Regions from separate parts of the Capsicum annuum genome. Here region 1 is linked to region 2. A link is a contact called in public Hi-C data. All regions are on one chromosome and are shown on one strand. Each heading gives the region's core, a stretch centred on a gene start, on an enhancer-like site or on the middle of the called end of the contact. The rest is flanking DNA. Distances are from core to core; before and after follow the strand shown.

Region 1 (7,133 bases), core at 2,331-4,830, 300 kb after region 2:
CTCTTCCATTTTCTGTTATACTGCAAATTTATTTTCTTTCTCTGCGTCCTTTTTGCTTTAGGTGAGTGATGCCAGCACCCAAAAGTTTAGAAGATCAATAAATTATAATTCCTTTGATGCCAACTATGTAAAAGCAACTTAAGGTTTCAAAATAAAATGCAGGATTATTTTAGTGGGCACTTGGTTGGGGTATTTATTAGTTCCAAGATTAGTTATCCCACCATTTCTACCACAGTGATTGAATCAGTTATCTCATATATATGATGGGATAACTAATCTCGAAATAGCTAATTCCGAAATAACTTATCCCAACCAAACGAGCCCTTAGCTTGTTAAAAAGTTTACTTTATCAAATTTTATTTTAATACTAGGCATTTGTAACTTGTCCAGTTGTATTAGTCCTTAGGCCTTCCCTTGGAATTGTTGAAAGTTAGTATATCCTCAAATTTTGATCATTGCTTGATGCTAAATTTTGTTGGGAAGACTGATGCTTGATTGTATTTCAGTCCTCTTTTTGTAAGTAATGATATTATCCACGATTTGCTTGAGTTTAAAATTGGAAATGTCTTCCGTTATCACCATATTGTCTTATTATAATATTGAATCAAGTTCTAAAGTCGAACTAGCATGTCCATTGAGATAAATATTATTTTAGAGTTCGGAGCCTAAAGGGCAAGTTTTTTAATCAAAAATTTTAAAGGGGCATATCAAAATTGAAAAATACCAAAACGGACAAGTTAAACACAGGTAATTACTTTGTCCATTAAAAGTTAACACTGTTTGGTTACATGTTAAAGTGCAAGGTAGAATCGTGATTTTACCTTAAAAGGTAAATGGACACGCTTACCTTATCTTATCTTATCTGAAAATGGATGATTGACTGAAAAAGTACAAGGTAAATGGAGTCACTTACAAAAAAAAATAGGAGTGTCTGCAAGATGGGACTTACAGCTGACAAGGGATTTTGCTGGCTGATTATAATTCGTCTCACCTTGTAAGGTAGGAATTCATATTCACCTTGTAAGGTAGGATTCCATAGTTACCTTGTAACAATTTCAAAATCTACGATGCTATATAAAGAGTATGAGTGCAGTTTCTTTAATTGTCAAAGTTCATAACTTATTCATTTCTTACTTTAAGATGGATGATAATAAGGTAATAATAAGTTTTGCATGGTGGAAATTCGATTCGATATAGTCGGCGTCCTATAGTGGTTCAGTCATTTCCTTTATCTCTCAAGTATGATCATTTGCAAAGGTTGTTTAGGAGTAAAATGGGTATTACCAACCCGAAAAATGATGAGATTATTTTTGGTCGAGATGCAAATTATTTTACGTTCAATGGACAATCAATATTTGGTGAAACTCCTATTTGAAACGGACTACTAATATATTATCAAAAATCATTATCATCACGCCGCATTTCCAAACATGCCTTTTCTCATTTTAATGTCTCTCCAAATAGCTTCGGATCGATACTTACTTTGCGTGGCATATACATCATAATGTGATGGTCCTGGATGGACAAACTGTTGATAATCCATATCTATACAGAAAAAAAATTAAAATTAGTTTTGATATGTATTTCATGAACATTTATGTCAAATAATAATTCGATAAATTGACCAATTTACACATGCATACAACTAAAGAGAGTCCGGAGCCTAAAGGACAAGTTGTTTACCCATGCATGACCAAATTTAACATCTTTGTTATGCAAAAATAAACCTAAAGAGGTACCTTCAACATCCTCTCCTCCTTTATTCTCTACTTCTAGTACTAGTACTATGAGCTTTAAAGACAGTTTTAATTGACAATCCCACCAACCCCATTCACTCTATCCAAAAAGATTTTCATCTTTTCAACCTAGATGATGAACAAAAAAACAATTCTAACCACCCCTTCTTCATACCCATTTTCACTTCTGACAAAAAAAAATTATATACCCCCTGGGAACAAGTTGTTATAGTGAAACTTTTAGGAAAAAGCCAAGGTTATAATTATCTCCGATCTAAACTAAAGAACGTATGGAACCTTAATGAAGACCTTAACCTCATCAACCTAGGGGAAGACTTCTACCTCATTAAGTTCATTCACAAACAAAATTATGAAAAAGCTCTCTTTCATGAACCTTGGTTCATCGGCTTTCAATATCTTTCCATTTGTAAATGGGAACCAAAGTTCAACCCCTTAACTGAAAGCCCAAACTACACTACTATTTGGATACGACTCCCTGAACTTCCTACTGAATACTACGACCTCCAAATACTACAAAAAATTAGCAACACTATAGGAACTATCCTGAAAATAGACAGTTGCACAAGAAATGCTTCAAGAGGACGATACGCTAGATTGTGCATTCTAACAAAGCTTAATAAACCTCTTCCTTCGAATATTCTTATTGTGTCTCACCTACAAAAGATCCTCTTTGAAAGTACTACACCCTTATGTCAATTATGTGGTTGTTTAGGTCACAACATTCATTACTGTCCAAACAAATCCTGACAAGAAAAAGTCAAGCCCTCAGGCCACTCATACAACCAATCCTTTCCAGGGAACTCATGTAGAAAAAATTGATGCCGAAAATAGTAATAAGAATTACGAAAAAAAAGAAGCTTCAAAAAAAAAAATGATGAAAAAAAAGAAACAACAGAAAAAAATGAAAAAAATAGTACGAGCGACGTTTTTACTTGGACCACTATTTTCTATGATCGAAAACAAAAAAATAAGTTATCCTATAATCCCAACGCTGCCACGAAAAATCATCTAAATCATATAAATTCCAATAGATTTCATAATCTTTCAATTTCTGAAAATAATGAGGAAAAAAGAATTGATCCTTCACCACCCTCACACACCCACGTACCTCCTCAAAAAGACATGAACATAACTATGGACGCGACAGTCATCAATGTACCCAAAGAAGTGATTCTAAATCCATCGACATCACACCTAAAACAAAATAACCCTTTCAACATGTGCTCAACTTCTCAGTCTACTCAAACCACTCATTTCACTAACTCTCCCAGAAAAGTAATGCCTCTAAAGTCTTCTAGTTCCACTGCAATCATTTCAATTACTCCTACATCACCTACTCTAAAGCCCCTTGATAGCCCAAATAGTAATTCCTATAGTACTTGTACTTCCTTAAATAGTTGATTCTATAACCCTACTGATATTTCAAATCTTTCACCAGATACTTCTTTACTCTATTCTGACTTTACTCTTTCAAACATCAATATCACTAACTACACTCCTTTAACTCTCAACTATGCTACAAAAAATGCTTCAACGACTCACGTACCTTCTCAAGCTCTACATACAAATGAAAACTTGCTAATGGTCTCACCTAACAAAGGAAGAGTTCGTCAAAGAATTTCTACTATAAATGATCAATTAAAACAAAATCCAGCTACAAATATAGCCAGTACTTCATCCATTGATAACCCTAGCATGAACATCAACCCTACTACCAAACCTTTCCTTCCTTCTACAAGAAACTCAAAAACCATCTTTAAACACCACAGACTCATCACCATCTATCACCCAAACACAATCTCACTTAGCCATACCCAAAGATGCCGCGACGTCCCACCAGCCATCGCCTCCGCAACCCACAAAACCATCAAAATCATTGAACACCACCGAACCAAATTCCCTCGTCAATAAACAGCCACGAAAACTGGACAGACGTGAACCCCCAGCCCATGCAGAACGTCAATATTTTTCAGAACTGGGAGGCACTACAACTCCAAAACTTAGACGAGAACATCCGGATATACCAACCCAACTGGACGACAACCTAGATGATGCAACAAACAAACGAATTGGCTCAAAACAATCCTCTATCGATGGGCTTCTTCCCACCCATTATCACACTATCGGAGCTAATTCAAAATTACCACAATTTAGTGAACGCCCACTACACGCAGAACCAACACTTAATAGACTTAGAAACGACAATATTGCACTTGCAAATGAACTTAATGATGGAAAACAACACCAGCATGAGTTGGGACTCATCCCAACAGATGAACTATTCAAATTGGGCCAGTCACCAACTGCATGCCATATCGCCAACATGGGAGGTAATGATAAACGACCAAGAAGTTCCACAGATGCCGAACAACAATCCACCATCGCCACAACATCAATTATCCTACGACAACAATGCTCAACACCAGCCACAGGATCAAGAGGAAATACTAACAAATGACGCCACCCAGGTAATGATTCCGATCACTCTCGAGGATTTGCTAACGTTTACCTTTAGACAAAGTACAGAAGAACGTCTCCTAGTGACAATCCCTTTGCCAGTACCAAAATTTTCGATCAACATCAAATCCTATCCGGAGAACCATATGAATCAGTATGTCATCCTATTAGCAACAACGGAGAGACAGAACAGGGACTTCTCCTTATTCCAGAACCAAATTGAGATAAACCTGGAGATGTCATTGGCACCAGGAGGGGCATCATCTCTACGCACACAACCATCCATGAAGATTATCATCTGGAACTGTAGAGGCGTGAATAATCCGTCCTTCAGAAGGAATGTACTGGAAATTATAGCTACTTACAATCCCACAATACTAGCTCTCACAGAAACTAGGTTATCAGATCAAGAGCCTCTCATGCAACTTTTACCATTCACGGATATCATATATGTACCGACTTTTGGATACTCAGGTGGTATAACAATTTGTTAGAATAATAATGAATTAATTATGAATCCTCTTGTACTTACGGAGCAGGAAATACATGCAAGCCTCCAAGTAAGTCCGAATACTACACCATGGACTCTTTCACTTATTTGCGCTAGAAATAGTTATCACTACAAAAAAGTCCTTTGGAAAAACTTGCACGATTTATCCACAAAATTTGATGGGCCATGACTAATGGGGGAGACTTCAACGAAGTTACTAGTAGTTAGAAAAATTCGGTGGGAATGGGGTTGACAACAGAAGAGTTACTAATTTCATTGAATGCATCAATAATTTACATATGATAGACTTAGGTTTTGTTGGCTCGAAATTTACTTGGACCAACATGCATAAAAATAATGCTAGTATTATTACGGAAAGGCTTGATCGTTCTCTTTGTAATTCGTTATGGCTTAACTTATTTCCTGACTCGAAAGTTATGCACCTACCTAGAGTTCATTCAGACCACTGCCCTCTTTTACTTAATCTTATTAGAAGTGATAAGATCGTTACTTCGAACTTTTATTTTGAAACTATGTGGCTGCACCACCCCAACTTTAAAAATATTGTTAAAAATAGTTGGCATGACAATTACAACTTCCTTAACGCCACTAATCGTTTTAAGCATGATGTCACCTCTTGGAATAAGGAAACCTTTGGTAAGCTCTTCAAAAATAAAAGAAATATTTTAGCTAGAATGAATGGTCTTCAAAAAATAGACCCGACTAAAAAAACTAATTTTCACTATGATCTAGAATCAACTCTTTATCGTAATTTTAATAGCATCTTAAAACAAGAAGAGGACTTTTGGAAACTGAAATCTAGAGTCCAATGGATGCTAGACGGTGGCGCTAATACCAGATTCTTCCATATCTCTACCATTAAAAAAAGGCATAGAAATAAAATTCTTGATCTTGTGGATTCAGTCGGTAACTGGACGTTCAATCCTAAAGAAATAAAGAATATTATTAAAAATCACTTCAAAGGTGTTTACACAACCAACTTAACGAGTTGTCCCCTTCTAAGGGTTTTGCCTGAGGGCAATTCATTCTCAAAGGATGACTATCAAATTATCAATAAAGCGCTTACGATCGAAGAAATCAACAAAGCCATTAATTTTTCCAAACCTTCAAAGACTCCGGGACCAGACGGGATGCATCCCATTTTCTTTCAAAAATTTTGGGATAACACTAATTTCTCCATTATTAATACTTGTATGGATGCGTTCTCCTCGAAATGCATTAACCCGGAAATTAATCAAACTAACATTGTCCTTATTCCAAAAAAGATTATGCCGAAACAAGTCACCCATTACCGGCCTAGAAGCCTTTGTAATACCATCTATAAGACGATCACCAAGATCCTTGTCAATAGAATTCGTCCTTTCCTAGATAAAATTATTAACTCGACCCAAAGTAACTTTATTCCGAATAGGCGTGATTCGGATAATGCTATTATCGTTCAGGAAGCTATCCACTCTTTCAATAAAACAAAGGGTAACCAATACCAAATGATGATCAAAATTGACTTAGAAAAGGTGATCGAAAGAATTGAATGGTCTTTTATTCGATTCTCGCTATCTAACCTTAATTTACCGGATGATTTAATTTCTTTGATTATGAATTGTGTTACTTCTTCTTCTATCTCTATCCTAATAAATGGAAAGCCGACTAAATTTTCCAACCGTCGAGAGGAATAAGACAGGAGACCCTCTATCACTCTATCTTTTCATAATTTGCATGGAATCTCTGTCTAGGCTTATTTACCAAGCTACCTCACAAAGTCATTGGGACGCCATAAAAATCACTCCTACAGCTCCAGCTTTAACGCACTTACTCTTTGCAGATGACCTTATCCTATTTGCTAAAGCAAACATTGAAAATGCAAACTCGATCCTATCAGTTTTTCAAACCTTCGGTGAAATGTCAGGACAAAAGATAAACTTTGCAAAATCTAGAATTTACTTCTCCAAGAATACTACCCTATCAGTCGCCTTATCGATCTTCTCTATTCTTCAGATCCAGGAAACTACTGAATTTGGGAAATATCTTGGTCTCCCAATGACCAACCTCCATCCTACAAAGAAAGATTACTAATTCATCATTGACAAAATGAATAGTAATTACTAATTCATCATTGACAAAATGAATAGTAAACTTAGTGGCTGGAAAACCAAGTTCTTATCCATAGCTGGAAGAATTACCTTAATCAAGTCTGTGCTAAACTCCATTCCCACTTATGCTATGCAAATTAATACGCTTCCCACAAACTTTTCCCAAAACATCGATAGAATCAGCGTAACTTTCTTGGGGGTTCGACCGACGATAAAAGGAAAATCCACCTTGTGAACTGGCACCTTGTTACTAGGCCAAAGAATATGGGTGGTTTGGGGATTCATACAGCTAAAGGGAAAAACTCTACGTTAATTTTG
Region 2 (7,033 bases), core at 4,363-6,862:
CATTGACACTCCTATGGATCCAAATGCTAAACTTCTGCCAAGACAAGGGGAGCCACTTAGTGATCCTGGTAGGTATAGGCGGTTGGTTGGAAAGTTGAATTATCTCACAGTGACTAGACCTGACATCTCTTTTCCTGTGAGTGTTGTAAGTCAGTTTATGACTTCCCCCTGTGATAGTCATTGGGATGCAGTTGTTCGGATTTTGCGATATATAAAGTCATCTCCAGGTAAAGGACTACTCTTCGAGGATCGAGGTCATGAGCATATCATTGGATATACAGATGCTGATTGGGCAGGATCACCCTCTGATAGACGTTCTACATCTGGATATTGTGTTCTAGTAGGAGGTAAATTTGGTATCCTGGAATAGTAAGAAACAGAGTGTGGTTGCTCGATCTAGTGCCGAAGCAGAGTATTGAGCAATGGCTGCAGCAACTTGCGAGCTAGTTTGGATCAAGCTGAGAGAATTAAAATTTGGAGAAACTGGTAAGATGGAATTTGTATGTGATAATCAGGCAGCCCTTCATATTGCATCTAATCCAGTGTTCCATGAGAGGACCAAGCACATAGAGATTGATTGTCACTTTGTCAGAGAAAAGATACTCTCGAGAGATATTGTTACAAAATTTGTGAAGTCAAGTGATCAACTTGCAGATATCTTTACCAAGTCCCTCACCAGTCCTCGTATTAATTACATTTGTGACAAGCTTGGTACATATGACTTGTATGCACCAGCTTGAGGGGGAGTGTTAGAATAAGAATAGGAATAGCATATTGAATTCTACTTGGAAAGAGATTGTAATGTAGTGTCCTATTAGGAATAGGATTGGAATGTAGTGTCTATAAATATGTCTCAATGTAATAATTTAGAGACAACAATTCAATAATATTTCAGGCCCACCCAGTTCATTGTTTCCGATGTTGGGCCCCCGTCTTATATTGTCCACGCTCTAGATGTCCAACCCTAGGCGTCGGGGGGTGTTGGAGTCCCACATCGGTGGGTTAAAGGGTCCTTGGTTCCTTATATGGTCTTGTGCAATCCTCCTCTCATGAGCTAGCTTTTGAGGTTGAGTTAGGCCCGAGGTCCATTTCTTTATCAATCTTCATCATAAGAATTCAAGGAAACATCATGTTTATTCGCGTTTGACATAACACTAGCTTGAAACATTTTAAGCTCACAATCAATAACAATTTTAGCTCCACAATCATATTCAACTAGTGTATGATCATCATTCATTTGTCTATTGACACAAAGTAAAGAATCATCAACCTCACCAAAAGATGGTCTAACATTCACACTCAAGTCACTATCAAGTTCATTTGAAGTAACTAAAGAGTTAAAGATTGGCCTTTTTACCTTGCTGAACACTTAACGAATCTTCTTTACCTTGATTTTCTAAAATTAAGCTCACTTGTTCTCTTGAAGTAGTCCTAACTTGACTTGCTTCTTTCGATTCTTGAGTTTCTTTCCATGTTGAATCGTTCTTTTTGTGCTCTTCTTCAAGAATACCTATAAAAGAAGTGGAAACACTAGAAGAAGAAAAATTCAAAATGGTAGAATTAGAACAAGAAGACTTCTCACTCACAATTTCTTATTTTTCTATTATCTCGTTTTTTTTTCTCACTTGCTTCACTTTTCTTCTTTTCTTGTGACAATTCACTCTAATTTTTGAACTTTCTTTTCGTTTGTGCTTGTAGCCACTCACTTTTCAACTTCCTTTTCTTTTGTGCTTGTAACCACTCACTCACTTCATTCCAAATATATATATTTTTTTGCTCTCTTGAATTGTCACCATCCATTCCCTTATTCCTGTCTTTCTTTTCTTTTTCATTCATTTCATTAGGAGGGCAATAGGCTCCAAGGATCCCCTTTGAGTCATTGAGATGACACTTCACATCAAATTTCAACTTGGCATCTTTAGAAGCTTCAAAGACTTTACTTGAATTATTTGAATGACTTTGCATATCAAATTTCAAGTTAGTAGTCTACATTTTCACTTTCTTGACCTTCTCATTTGTTATTCCATGGGAGTTAAGACATGCTTTCTTTCCATAGAATCTAACGCAACAAACTTTTTCAAATTTCTATCAAACCAAAATTTATTATGGTTGAACCAATGAGCTCCTAAACACATCAAACAAGTAGACAAATGATAGATATCGCACCAAATTCCCCCTTGATAGCTCTCATGGTAAACAATGATGTTTGCCTCTTTGTCAACCACCCGCCCACCAAATTTGTATTGTGAACTTTTTGTATGACATGGTATTCCCAACCACTCAACCAAAGAAGGATCAATGAAGTTGGTATAACATAATTTATATACACCTAAGATGCAATCAATGTGCAACTGCTTTTATATCCCTTTACAATGACGTCAAATTTAATCATAACTGCTTTCATATCCCTTTACAATTACGTCAAATTTAATCATGTAGAAGCACTATTATAATAATCATGAAAAACTTCACAGTAATTCTTACTAGAAGTAGAATTATAAGATGAAGTTCTCCTTTCTCCATTGAATCCAAACCTCCCTTTAAGATATAATTAAGACCAGAAAAATGGTTAGTAAAATGGACCTCACAATTCACTCTCTCACGTGTATTACTCAAACGATGACACTCAATTTTCTTTCCGCTCGTGTATACCCTCAAAGGTCGTAGGCTTTTAGGGCCACCCTCAAATGATCTCACTACTCAAGCCTTTTACCACTCAAGGGTATTCTTTAGTCTCTTCACGGTTCTATAATCTCAAAGTAAGCTTTCTAGGATCGTTTCGGAGTAGAGTTTATATCAATAGAAAAGAATGACAAAACACACTAACAGACAAGAAATGGATTAAACACACAATGAAACTAAAAAGAGGCAAAAAAAAAGGGCAACCCGGTGCACTAAAGCTACCGCTATGCGCGGTGTCGGGGAAGGGCCCCACCACAAGGGTGTATCGTACGCTGCCTTACCTTGCATTTCTGCCAGAGGCTGTTTCCAAGGCTTGAACCCGTGTGACCTCCTGGTCACACGACAACAACTTTACCAGTTACTCCAAGGCTCCCCTTCTATGAAACTAAAAAGAGAAAAGTACGAAAGAAATTGACGCGAAATGAAATACGAACACAAGAATAACTAGAAAACACAAGTAGAACTAATACTCAATGTAATCTTGCTAAAGAAATTTACATACGATATGATTGACCCATAAATGAAACAATTCAAATATAGAGTTTGGGAAGAAAGATCACTCAAAACACCACATTCATCAAATCTATCAAGACCCAACTCAAATCAAGTTTACCCAATCAATATGAGATACTTTAAGCATCACCTAATAGTTTTCGAAGTAAGAATTTAACTCAAACTTCAAAATTTCACTATAATTCACACAAGAAAAGATTGCCCAATTTTTGAATCCAAAATTTACCCCAAATTCATCCTTAGATCCCAAAATTGAAAGCTAATATAATTTACCCATGATCAAAACAACTTAGATCCAAAAGATGGGGGTAAACACAAGAGAGCTCAAAAACTCAAAATTTTCACTCTAGAAAGTACTGAAATTTCAGCTGCGAAAATCGAAGAAACTGAGGCAAAATCAACTTCAAATCAACTTTAAATGCTCCCGAATTTGATATTCAAGCACTTTAAACTATTCCCAACAATAACCACTTGAAAATTTCTTCAATTTTCAGTCCAATTTTTTTCTTTTTTAAATTTTTTCTGATTTTTCTGTATTTGTTTGTGAATTTTCAAATGATACAAGCCTAAGATTAAGAATTGTAGGAACAATTCTTTAACCTTGCTCTGATACCAATTGATTTAAAACGAGATACAAGATAAATAGATTGAATGGATAATCAAAAAATAGATGGAAGATAGAAAAAAAAGAATGAAACAATCCCACAATTGAAGTAAATTAGAAACAAATATAGATTTGTAATTTCCTAATTTGAACAAACAATTACATTATTGCATTCAATGGCGAAGAGAATTAAACTCATACATGAATAATCTTACCAAAAGATATTCAAGAGAGATCCAATCCATAAACCTCACCAAGAGAGTTGACCTGAAAATATTGTCCGTCCTAAAAATATTGATCATATTCTATTTAAAGTTTTATACTACTAGGGCTAACTTAAAATAAGAAAAAACATAAATGCCCCTTAATTACATGTACATTATACTATGATCAAAAGTACCTAAAATATAATGTTTATCTTCTCTTGTATTGGTTCTGTGGCATCCACACTCTCTTGAACACTCTAGACTCTTGATGTTAAGTTGAAATCTTTTAATGCAATAAGTACTTCCCAAACTTGTATTACAGGAGGTCACGGGGTCAAACCTTGGAAACTAAGGCTGCGTACAATACATCCTTGTAGTGGAGCCGTTCTCTGGACCCTGCGAATAGCGGGAGCTTAAGTGCACCGGACTGCCTTTTTTTAGTTATTCATGTACTCCATTAATTTTTCCATCTTCTATTCTGCATAAGATGATGCACATATTCACCCATAACTTATACATGTATTAGTTATGGGGGAGTGTAAATTGCTAATCATACTGTATTTGTTGTATTGAATTTTATACATAGCAAAAGAATGCTACTGAACATGGTATAAATTATGCAGAATTTAATACATGAATAAGCACCTCCTAATCAGCAGCCAAATGACCCCTTAATGTTTACTCTTTTCCCTGAGCTTTGCGCAATGGTTTTATTTGTGAAACGGGAGTATAAAAATAAATGTCATTGTCACAGTTGCAGACCAAAACGGATAGCATTTGTGTGTGTTTTGGTTGAAACAGTGGCATTGGTTAAACAAGTGCTACTATATATTTCTTTCATCCTAATGGTTCCGTACTCCCGTTTTTATTGTAGCTAGTTTGTAATCTTGTTCATCTGATGTATCAGGCCTGTACTCACTGTTTTCAAACAAATAATGCGTGTAGGTTTTTCCATGTTGATACCATCTTCTCCTATGATTTAGAGCATGGATGGGATGCCATATCTTTCCTATGGATGACTCACAAGTCACAAGCATGATTTCTGGAGGCTTGATCTCCTGAAGTACTATACTTTATATTTCGTAGTTGCTGATTATTTGATATATTGCCTTGGAGGACCATCAAAAATGCTACAGTGCTTTGTGATCCAAGGACTTGATTCATTGGAAGTGAGAACGTGGAGGTGAGAATCCAAGAGGAATTTGAATCAACTGATTATATTTGTGAGGAATGGACTTCCATTCATTTTCAGGAGTACCTTGGTATTCGATGGGGCAACACACGGATCCTATGTTATATTCTTCATGACTTAAACATATCTAGTTTCCAGTCCTATTTCTGCTTAGTTGCTTTGGTAAGTTGGAGTGAGAAGTGTGAACTGGAACCAGCTCAATTTTTCTGGAGAACAGTGGACTTACTCAACAAAATCCAGCATTTCCTTGAGATATTGAACTAAATGAAATATGGAGTATGGGAGAAACTGAATTGGTTGCATATAGAATGCTTGTTGGTGCCTTAACAGCAATTTTCCCTCTTAGACTGGTGGTATAGTTTATATTTTTAACGGCGTCAACATTTCTTCAATTTTTGTGATGTTTTTAAGTATTTGCTTTAATGCATTGCTGTTGCCTCAGTGAAATAGGTAACTTGGGTCTTCCAGTGTTTCCTTCAAATCATTTGGTGTTGTTAAAATTACTCCCACGGTGGATCCTCCGATATCCAGCAATTCTAAGATTTATATTTTACATTAACGATGTAAATGATTTTTAGACTATCAAGTAATTTTACCTGTTGTGATGCCTCACTTCACTTACTACGTTTTACTATAAAATAATTACCTGCGGCTAGCTATAAGTGATCCGGCAGCGTAAATTTTCAATGCACGGGGTTGTTTGGTAGTGTGTTAAATAAAGGAATAATAGTTTGAAAAATATCTGTACTTTGCTTAAATTTGCAGTTGCGCATACTGAAACATTTTAAAAATGAAATTATTTGCTCCCCAAATGCTGAGGTGGCAAAGTGAGTGCATTTCACTCTTTCTGTGAGAACGAAAATTATATATTAAAAATTTATTTTTAATATTTCTTTACATAAATATATATAATTTCAATTATTATTTTTCTTTATTCAATTTCTTTTTTTTTTTTATTGCTCTGACTTCTATTTTTATGTGTCTTATTCCTTGTCATGTTATGCCACCCATCTTGCTTCTTATTTAATTACGCTTTGGTCTACTTTTCTTTATCGTGAGTCGGGGGTCTATCGGAAACATCCTCTCTACTTCTCTGGAGGTAGTGGTAGGGACTGTGTACACTCTACCCTCCCCAGACTCCACTTGGTGGGAATACATTGGGTTTTTTTTTTTTTTGTTATATTCAATTTCTTTTTTCTTTTTCTCTCTCACAAAACTAAAAAGCTTCAAAATTCATCAATGGTGTTTAAAATTAATTTCATATCTTCCTCATCGCCAATGAGTCTCATCAATTTCATTTTCTTTTTTCTTTGACTCTCTTTCACCAAAACACATTTGCCATGTAAGCTTTTGATTATTTTTTATTTTTATTTTCTTTTCTCTATTCATCAATGTTCAAATTTTCAAGAATTCATTTTTATTCTTCCATGGCTTTATCTCAAATCTAACCTTTCACTTGCAAGCCCTATTTAAATTATAGTAATTTCTTATTAATCCCTCAATCTAATCATCCTAATGTGTTTTCCTAAAAAATTTTGACCCAAAAATGACAAAAAAATGTGGAGAAGTTAAAGAAAAGGATGAGAACAGGGTATAAAAAAAACAAAATGAAATGAAAAAGATTTTTTAAAAAAAAAATACAAAGGAAAAAATGTAATAAATAAAAGTAATCAGTTTTTTATATTAAAAAAAGTAATATTTTATGTGACAGCGCGTGCAGGTCACTACTTGAAACAAAATCTGGGTATGAGCTTTTAGATGGGTATATATTTTATTTTTAAAATATTCAGGGGGTAATAGGACCCCCGCAAAATTCAGTATGCGCAACTGCAAATT

The links. Hi-C and Micro-C count contacts between places; a contact is called where the count stands out from the background.
Region 1: a Hi-C map of leaf shows a contact between it and region 2, with 4 times the contacts expected there. The contact joins two enhancer-like sites. A contact is called at or near these places in 4 of 5 Hi-C or Micro-C datasets (bud, leaf and placenta).

The regions. Positions count from the first base shown.
Region 1 is chr4:31,210,616-31,217,748 of UCD10Xv1.1, forward strand. No RefSeq gene overlaps it. Among protein-coding and RNA genes, the nearest start is that of LOC124897928, 6.3 kb to the left of the region's middle. Within about 2 kb of position 3,581, at least 1 of the 5 cell types and tissues checked has an H3K27ac peak or open chromatin away from gene starts, as enhancers often do. A contact at or near this core is called in leaf, where this site is marked.
Region 2 is chr4:30,905,454-30,912,486 of UCD10Xv1.1, forward strand. It overlaps LOC107868120 (OVARIAN TUMOR DOMAIN-containing deubiquitinating enzyme 7), which reads left to right. Exons shown (of 12, transcript XM_016714713.2): 12 at 4,951-5,806. Among protein-coding and RNA genes, the nearest start is that of LOC107868120, 28 kb to the left of the region's middle. Within about 2 kb of position 5,613, at least 3 of the 5 cell types and tissues checked have an H3K27ac peak or open chromatin away from gene starts, as enhancers often do. A contact at or near this core is called in leaf, where this site is marked.